3 separate regions of the Sus scrofa genome follow, and all the other regions are linked to region 1. A link is a contact called in public Hi-C and HiChIP or PLAC-seq data. All regions are on one chromosome and are shown on one strand. Each heading gives the region's core, a stretch centred on a gene start, on an enhancer-like site or on the middle of the called end of the contact. The rest is flanking DNA. Distances are from core to core; before and after follow the strand shown.

Region 1 (2,807 bases), core at 75-2,574:
GACATTTGGAAGGCATTAAGGAATGTGGAGAGGTTTCTGAGCCAGAGGTGTCTGAAAGAGGTCCTTAATCTTGAAATGCTATGTTGGCAACAGTAAACAAAATGTTACTGTCATCTTAAAGGACTGATGTAATCTGGTCCCAGTCTACCTTTCCACCCATCTCCCACAATCACTGTAGTCACAATAACCTTCATCTTGTTTCTCAGAAGTTGATTCTTTTTTTTCAGCCATGCCCTTAGCATGCGGAAGTTCCCTGGCCAGGGGTCGAACCCACACCATAGCAGTGGCCTGAGCCACAACAGTGACAACACCGGATCCTTAACCTGATAGGCCATCAGGGAACTTCTGGCAAGTCTGTGCTTGCCTTGAGTCTTTATACTTGGCTGTGCCCTCCACATGGAATGCTCTTTCCCCCAGACCAGACCTTCTTATAGCTGTTTCCTTGTCAGTTCTAGGTCTTCACGCAAATGGAAGAGGCCTTCTCTGACCACCCATATTCTTCTACACTGTTACGTGACTACATTTTATCTTTCATAGCATTTGTCAGTCTAAAGTTACTTACTCACAAGGCTCTGTGCCTCCGTCCAAGTGAGTGAAGGTCGTGAGAGCAACCTTGTCTGTCTTGTTTTGCTATAGATCACTAAGTATGCCTTGCACATTAGTAGGTAAGAAGATGTTAGGAATGAATTATACCTAGTTCTGGTCTGAGACTTCATGTCCCAGTCAGACACACATCTTCATTCTTATACTCATTCTGCATTCAATCCATTTATTAAATCACTACACTACACCTGGTAGTACTGAGGTTTTAAGAGGGAATCAGAACTCTTGTTCTGTCCACAAGAAGTTCAGTTTGGTAGACTCAAGGACAGCATCTATGCTGCTCAATAGACCCCAAAAGGCCATGTCGAGGCCACTTTCTTACAGAGATACATGGTCAGAACTGCGGCCTTACACCCCCCCTTTCTCTGGGAAGCGAAGCCACCCCTGCATTATATTCCTCCCCAGCTGCAGAAGAGCAGCCGATCTCCCTTGGGTCCAGAGCCTGGGCCTTGAAGAGTTCCGAAACACAGCCATCCTGGAAAGATATGTCTTCCTCTGTGGGGGCCTAGGCGGCCGCCTCCACACTCCCCACGAGCCTGGGATGGGAGCTTGGGAGCCGTGCACCCCACCCCCCGGGAGGGTGGGCGGGGTGTCCGCTGGGTCCGGCGGAGGGCTAGGCCATCTGCCGCGAAGCCAGCGCGGCTCGGCGGCGGCCGGGGGCGGGGCCGCGCCGGGGCGGAGCCGCGCCGGGGTCGGGGGAGGGGAGCGGACCGGGCCGCTGCCCAGAGCCTGGAGGGCCGCGGCCACCGGAAGAGTCGCAGTCGCCAGCCGAGCCGGGAGAGTGGGGAGCGGAAGCGGCGGCCGCGACGGCAGCAGGCGGCGCTGGGACCCGGGAGCGGCCGGAGAACAAGGGAGCTGGCGCCGCGGCCGGCCGCGGAGCTGGGCTGAGCCGCTGGGCCGCGCCGAGCGCCGTCGCCGCCCGAGAGGCCCGGCCCGGCCGCCCGAGCAGGCAGCGCGCGGGCCGCCGGGCCCGAGGCCGGAGCCATGGGCGAGACGAAGATCATCTACCATCTGGATGGGCAGGAGACGCCGTATCTGGTGAAGCTGCCCCTGCCCGCGGAGCGCGTCACCTTGGCGGACTTTAAGGGCGTTCTGCAGCGACCCAGCTATAAGTTCTTCTTCAAGTCTATGGACGACGATTTCGGGTGAGGATGGCCCCGCCTCGCCTCCGGGGGACCCCGGCTCCTCTGGCTTCTAGGGGCCCACTCCGCCAGTTTGGACTCCCCTTGCTCCACTGGCTTCTAGCCCTACTCTGGATTCTAGAGGAGACTCGGCCATTTGGTCCCCGTTGGCTCTTTGAGAGGCTGGACTTCCAGCCCTCTAGGGACTCTCCTACCCCCTCCTGTGGGGGACCTTGGCCCCCTCGTTTAGGGGGAACAAACATCCAACTCCCTAAGACCAATCAGTTCCAGCCCAGTCAAGCCCCTTCACCTCTTCAGAGACCATCAGCCCACACAGACAGACACACCCCCCCTCCACCCGGTGCCAGAGCACAGTCCCCAGCCCCTCCTCCTGCCTACGGAGCCACCTCGCTAGTAGAGACTCGGGGTGTTTGGTATTCGCCTTCCCCTTCTCCATCTTTTCAGCTCCACAACTGAGAGCCATATTTGGAGTAACCCACGTCTAAGGGCTATGCTGTGGGACTTTGAACTGGCTGGGGGTGCTCAGGCTGTAAGCCAAGGCCTGCAGCCCTAATGTTTATTTAGCTGTGTCCCCTGTCCCTTGTGGGCTGTTGGGGCTGTTGTCAGGGAGCAGAGTGCCTCAACCCTGAGGCGTCCCCACTAGCCCAGGTGCTGATTTCCTGGCAGAACCAAGGCCTTTTTCCTCCAGATGGTGACCAAGGGGGAGACCTTAGAAAGGGCCTCGGAGTCTGGACCAGAGGGCCAGGAAGGTTCTCTTGGTGTTCATCTTCCCTCCTGGGGTGGGGGTGGGTGGGGGGTGTCTTCTCTACCCAGCTGCAGGGCTTTGGCCAGGAGGAGTTTGGAAGCAGTGGCTTCCCCTTTAAGAGGGGATGGAATGTTGGAGCCCGGAAGGTTCTGTAGCAGCTGGCCTGGGAGGGGGAGCCTGGCAGATCCCCTCACCACCCCCCAACTCCCAGGGGACTGGGGGAGGGGGAGGCCCCCACACTAGTCTACCCCACACTAACTGGGCACTGGGCCTGGAGGCCTGTGGGGAAGGCCTTCCTGGGCCCTCCAGGCCTGAAG
Region 2 (2,808 bases), core at 8-2,507, 73 kb after region 1:
GAACTATACTCTTGGCACCTAGCATAGTGTTAGCCATATAATAAACACTCAACAAATATGTACTGAATTAACTATCTTAAGCAAGAAAGCTTTAAGTCCAATGTTTTCAGCCTGGAAAGCAGCCACCAATAATGCCAAATGACTCAAGCGATCACAAAACGCTATCGCTAAGAAGAGAGTTCGAGACCTCAGAACTGAACAGATGAGAAGCTTGAGACACAGCAAGAGAAGTGACGGGTCCAAATTCACAGAGACAAGCAGCAGCAGCAGTACATTAAATTGGACCCAAATTTTCTGGAAGGGATTAAGATCAGGTTTCGTTTTCAGTGGAGCAATCTTTAGTTTTTACTGGGGTAAAAAATAAAGGCCTGCATTGAAGATTGAGTGGATGAGGGGTCTAAGAGCTCTAAATCTAGGTCCCAGTTTGGGTCGGGGGTTCGGTCCCCTTCCCTACCCTCCCCTCCCCCTCGGCGCACTCACATGCCACCCTGTGAATGACCCAGAAGGTGATGCCCACCTCCGCCAAGCAGAGGCAGGCGGCCACCAGCAGCGTGTAGCGTGGCTCCAGCAGTAGTAGGCGCCGCTCTTGCCAGGCGCGCCGCAGCCATTGCCCGCACTGTCCCGCCGCCAGGGCTGCGGGACCTGCCCGGCCGCGTTTCCGCAGGCTCGCCGCCATCTTGATGGTGCACCGCTCCTGTGGGCCCGCTACCTCGGAAGCCCGATCCTTGGGTATTTGGGTTCCGCTTCCCGCGCTGCATGTCCCAACGGACTGAGCGTAGGCTGGAGTTGTCAGAGTCCTTATTTACTCCAAAATTCACTTCTTCTATATCTGTCTCCCCTATGGAGTGCACACTCTACAAGTAGAAATAATGTCACTCCTCAGTACATACTTAACCCTGGACCCACAGGGGCTAATGTGGATCGAAGTTTGCCCGGAAAGGAACATTCTTGTCTGTGCCCTGTCTCTCCCCTCCATCTCCCCGGCCCAGTATAACACTTAGCCTGTGTCGTTAATATCAGCGTACATGCCAGTCTTTCCTGGAGGATAAGACCTGTGCTACTCCCGCCATCCCTCAGAGTTCTCTGGGTGCTCAATACTGGGAAGAAATAAATTCCTCATTAATTTTCAGACTTCTTAATGGGAGGAGCCAATCAAACAAAGTATGAGAAGGGGAGTGACGAGCCCGAGTGAGTGCGACACCAGGACTGTGGCTCAGAAGTTAGCAATGCTGCCGGAGGACTCAGGGTCTGGACGATATGACTCCCCCATCCGGAGGATTCTTCCCAGCGCACTTAACAGAGAACGGAAGTTCCACGTGTTTATGTTGAGCAATTGCTGGTGCTGGGCGGAGACGTAAAGGCCACGCCTCCTACATGCCACCATTCCGATTGGTTACATAGGAGCGCCAAGCCCCGCCCAGATGTGAGAACCTGCAGCCCTGCGAACCCAGAAGCGGCAAGCATGGCCTCTCCAAGGGCCTCCACGCCCCTGCCGGAGTTACCAGAAAAGAACAGCGGGTACCGCGAAGTCCAGTACTGGGACCAGCGCTACCAAGGCGCTGCCGACTCTGCCCCCTACGAGTGGTTCGGGGACTTCTCCTCCTTCCGTGACCTCCTAGAGCCGGAGCTGCGGCCCGAGGACCGTATCCTTGTGTTAGGTGGGTAGTCTCGGGACTGCCCAGCCCAAGGGGACTGTTCCTGCTCCTCGCTTCTGCCTGCCCCTCTGAGAGGACGCCCTAGTCAGAAGTGAAGACCCAGAACCTTCAGAATCTCTGCAGTAGTTGCCAGGGCAAACAGGTGCCAAGAGATTCTTAGTCCGGGGACCGCCACCCCCTCCCCCGTAGAAAGTCTGAGTCTGAATGTAGTAAGTGGGTAGGTGACCCATAACTCGGTTCCGGCCCCTAGGGAGGCAGCCTCGAGCACTAAGAGAGCTCAGGGGACTTACTTCAATTCCCAGCGCTAGCTGACTGTAAGACAGGACGAATCGTGAACCTGTTCTGAGCCTTGGGTTCACTTCCAGAAATGGAACTGGGAATTCAAGTCGGGTAGGGCACGTGCAGGTACCTCGAGCGCAATGCCTAGCGCTTTTTATGTTTGCCCGGCTGGGCACCGGGAGCCATCGTCACTCAGAGACTGATCTTTTCACTCTAAACTCTAACAAACCTGGTCCTATGCATCCATATGCCCCATTCTCCGCCCCCCACTCCGCCCTGCGGTGTGCAGTGAGGACAGGGGCAGCACTCTCTGAGGGGAGATTGCTGCGGAGGATGGTGTGATTTTTTCCAAAGGAACAAATAATGGGTTGTAAGGTGGGGCTCTGAGAGGTCCACTTGCCCATACTGGGGTTCTCTTACTCTTCCAGCCTTGGGGACTCCAGTGAAATTTGATTAAGCAACAGATTTCCTTCTAATTATAGTTTTTATTTTGGTGTTTTTAAAAGCATGTATATGTTTAAGTGAAATATTTCCCATATATGAGACATTTATAATACATTATATATGTAAGGTATAAATAATAACTCGAATGTGTGTGTATAGCCTACTTGGTTTGAGAAATAGAACATTTCTAGGACTAGAAAGGAAGTATAATCTAGTGCTTAAGAACTTGGATGCTGGAGGCAGCTAATTATGTTGGGATCTTGGAACATGTAATCTTAGCTGCAGAATAATGGCAAAATCATAGAATCTTAAAAAGAGTTCCCATTGTGGCTCAGTGGGTTGAGAACCTGACTAATATCCATGAAGATGCAGGTTTTGGTTTTGTTTTTTTGTGTGTCTTTTTGCCTTTTCTAGGGCCTCTCCCGCGGCG
Region 3 (2,712 bases), core at 182-2,681, 110 kb after region 1:
AATGAATCCGTCTAGGAACCATGAGGTTGTGGGTTCAATCCCTGGCCTCGCTCAGTGGGTTAAGGATCTGGCACTGCTGTGAGCTGTGGTGTATGTTGCAGATGCAGCTCAGATCTGATGTTGTTGTGGCTGTGGTGTAGGCCGGCAGCTGTAGCTCCGATTCAGCCCCTAGGCTGGGAACCTCCATATGCTGTGGGTTCAGCCCTAAAAAGCAGAAAAAAATAAATAAAAATCAGGAGTTCCCATTGTGGCTCAGTGGGTTAAGAACCAGACTAGTATCCATGAAGATGAGGGTTTGATCCCTGGCCTTGCTCAGTGGGTTAAGGATCTGGCACTGAAAGCTGCTGCAGAGATTGCAGATGTGGCTTAGCTCCGACCTGGTGTTGCCGTGGCTGTTGCTTAGGCCTGAGGCTGCAACTCTTATTTGACCCCTAGCCTGGGAACTTCCATATCCCACAGGTGTGACCGTAAAAAGAAAAAAAAAAAAAAAAAAAAAAAAAGACAGACTGAGGACAAGTCAAAAAGACAGCTCTTATCTTCTTTTGTTTTCAGTTCCAGGATTTCGCATTAGTGCCTAGGACTTCATGTATTCATTTCTTTTTTTTTTTTTTTTTTTTTTTTTTTTTTTTTTGTCTTTTTGTTGTTGTTGTTGTTGCTATTTCTTGGGCCGCTCCTGCGGCATATGGAGGTTCCCAGGCCAGGGGTTGAATCGGAGCTGTAGCTGCTGGCCTACGCCAGAGCCACAGCAACGCGGGATCCGAGCCGTGTCTGCAACCTACACCACAGCTCACGGCAACGCCGGATCATTAACCCACTGAGCAAGGGCAGGGACCGAACCCGCAACCTCATGGTTCCTAGTCGGATTCGTTAACCACTGCGCCACGACGGGAACTCCCCATGTATTCATTTCTACTCCATCTGGCAACCCTGTGATTTTAAGATGGTATCCACATGTAATATCAGAGCACCTTCCTCAAGGCGCGGGGGAGGGGGGTGAAATGGGGAGGTGGGGGATGTTATGAGGTTAATATTCCATAGTGTTGTGGGTTATAAACACATATTACACAGACTTCACACAGAGGGCATTCAAGCGTCCTGGAGTTCAAGAATCTTGTCTGTTGATCCCACCACGTTGCAAACTGGAGTATCACTGTAGGTTCTATTCACACCGCTATAAGGGACCCTAGGGGCAGTCTCGGCTCGCAGCCGGCTCAACTCCTACAGCAGCAGGCGCCCCAAATCCCGACAGCTCAGGAAACTCCAGGTTCGAGCCGGCGCCCGGAAAACTGGGAATTGTAGTTTCCTTGCGGCTTCGGAGGGCGGGGTCGGAGGGCAAGGGCTCCCAGGCCGCCGGGGTAGGTGGGGCGCCGCGGCGTTTCCGGTCGCAGGCGGGCTCTGGAGAAGGAGGGGCGCCGTGGGCGAAGAGCGCGAGGCCCTCTGGGAAACCGGGCGGTGCGCACGGTGTGCGCGCAGCGGGCCGGCAGTGGCAGCAGAGATGGAGGAGGGCGGCCGGGATAAGGCGTCGCTGCAGACTCAGCAGCCCCCAGCGACGTCCCCCGGCGGCGGGGACGAGAAGTCGAGCAGCAAGGAGCGGCGAGATGCCGGGGACAAGGACAAAGAGCAGGAGCTGGTGAGGCGCAGCCCCGGGAGCCGGCGGAGGAGGCCGCGGCGGGCTGAGTCACGGCGGCTCCGCAGGCCTCGGGCTCGACTCCCAACGGCCGCACAGTGCGGGGGAGAGGGCGGATAGGGCGATCCTCGGGGCTCCCGGCGCCCTGCCTTTCTACCCCCCATCCTCCATTCCGCGCTGTTACCTCCTCCGCCCCTACCAGGCCTCATCACCATCTCTTGTGGGCCCGGGCGTGTCATTGTCACCCCCGCTTTTCAAAACGGCGTTCGAGCAGAGCCTGGCCCAGAAGCCAGGCGGCCTTCCCACCAGGGCTTTCCATTCCTCTCTCTTCCCTTGTCGACCTGATGCCTCCTAAGGAGGCGGACTCACTCTCCACCTGCCCCAGGGTGAATGGGAGGAGGATGGGTTTGGGATTCCTTCTCTTGATGCGCATCTTCCCCCAATCTTCCAGTCTGAGGAGGACAAACAACTTCAGGATGAACTGGAGATGCTCGTGGAACGACTTGGGGTGAGTCAGAATGTCAGCAAGAGCTGGTGTATATATGAATCTTACTCACTTGTTTGCTTTATTCCACTTTGGGGCAACAACTCATAGGTGAGGTATAGGGAACGATGGACCATATTTTAGGTCCATCAGTGTTAGAACCATGTTGTGAGGAAAGGGAGGAAAAAAGATAATTGAAAGATTTTATAGCCTTGTCTTGTGGGAGAAGCCATTCTTGAACTCTTACCTGGAGACATTTGTTTTTGTGCCAGGCGTGTGCAAGGAGGCGGGCAATTGCAGACACAGTTCCTTTCCTAGGGAAGTTGTTAAACACTTCTATATTATGACTTAAGGGATGAGACTCCTTTTGTCTGAGCCCTAACATCTCCTGATCAGGAGAAGGACACGTCCCTGTACCGACCAGCCCTGGAAGAACTGCGGAGACAGATTCGTTCTTCTACAACTTCCATGACATCAGTACCCAAGCCTCTTAAATTTCTGCGTCCACACTATGGCAAACTGAAGGAGATCTATGAGAACATGGCCCCTGGGGAGAATAAGGTAAAACTATTTTGGAAGCTGATGGAAGCCTAGTTTAGGA

What was found. Hi-C and Micro-C count contacts between places; a contact is called where the count stands out from the background. HiChIP or PLAC-seq counts read pairs in DNA pulled down with a chosen protein or histone mark.
Region 2: a contact with region 1 is called in a Hi-C map of subcutaneous adipose tissue, with 2.1 times the contacts expected there. The contact joins the promoter of ALG3 here to the promoter of DVL3 in region 1. A contact is called at or near these places in 1 of 5 promoter capture datasets (fetal skeletal muscle), 9 of 47 Hi-C or Micro-C datasets (alveolar macrophages, blood, embryonic fibroblasts and 5 more) and 2 of 2 datasets of contacts at active chromatin or transcription factors (alveolar macrophages and skeletal muscle).
Region 3: an H3K27ac HiChIP or PLAC-seq map of alveolar macrophages shows a contact between it and region 1. The contact joins the promoter of PSMD2 here to the promoter of DVL3 in region 1. A contact is called at or near these places in 5 of 5 promoter capture datasets (fetal liver, fetal skeletal muscle, liver and 1 more), 25 of 47 Hi-C or Micro-C datasets (adipose tissue, alveolar macrophages, brain and 13 more) and 2 of 2 datasets of contacts at active chromatin or transcription factors (alveolar macrophages and skeletal muscle).

What each region holds. Positions count from the first base shown.
Region 1 is chr13:122,074,530-122,077,336 of Sscrofa11.1, forward strand. It overlaps DVL3 (segment polarity protein dishevelled homolog DVL-3), which reads left to right and starts at 1,325. Exons shown (of 16, transcript XM_021069945.1): 1 at 1,325-1,748. The coding sequence starts at 1,588.
Region 2 is chr13:122,147,520-122,150,327 of Sscrofa11.1, forward strand. ALG3 (dol-P-Man:Man(5)GlcNAc(2)-PP-Dol alpha-1,3-mannosyltransferase) reads right to left here and starts at 1,258. Exons shown (of 10, transcript XM_005670035.3): 1 at 1,026-1,258; 2 at 518-854. The coding sequence starts at 1,070. ECE2 (endothelin-converting enzyme 2) reads left to right here and starts at 1,410. Exons shown (of 18, transcript XM_013982250.2): 1 at 1,410-1,658. The coding sequence starts at 1,463.
Region 3 is chr13:122,186,069-122,188,780 of Sscrofa11.1, forward strand. PSMD2 (proteasome 26S subunit, non-ATPase 2) reads left to right here and starts at 1,432. Exons shown (of 21, transcript NM_001243477.1): 1 at 1,432-1,630; 2 at 2,079-2,135; 3 at 2,508-2,672. The coding sequence starts at 1,496.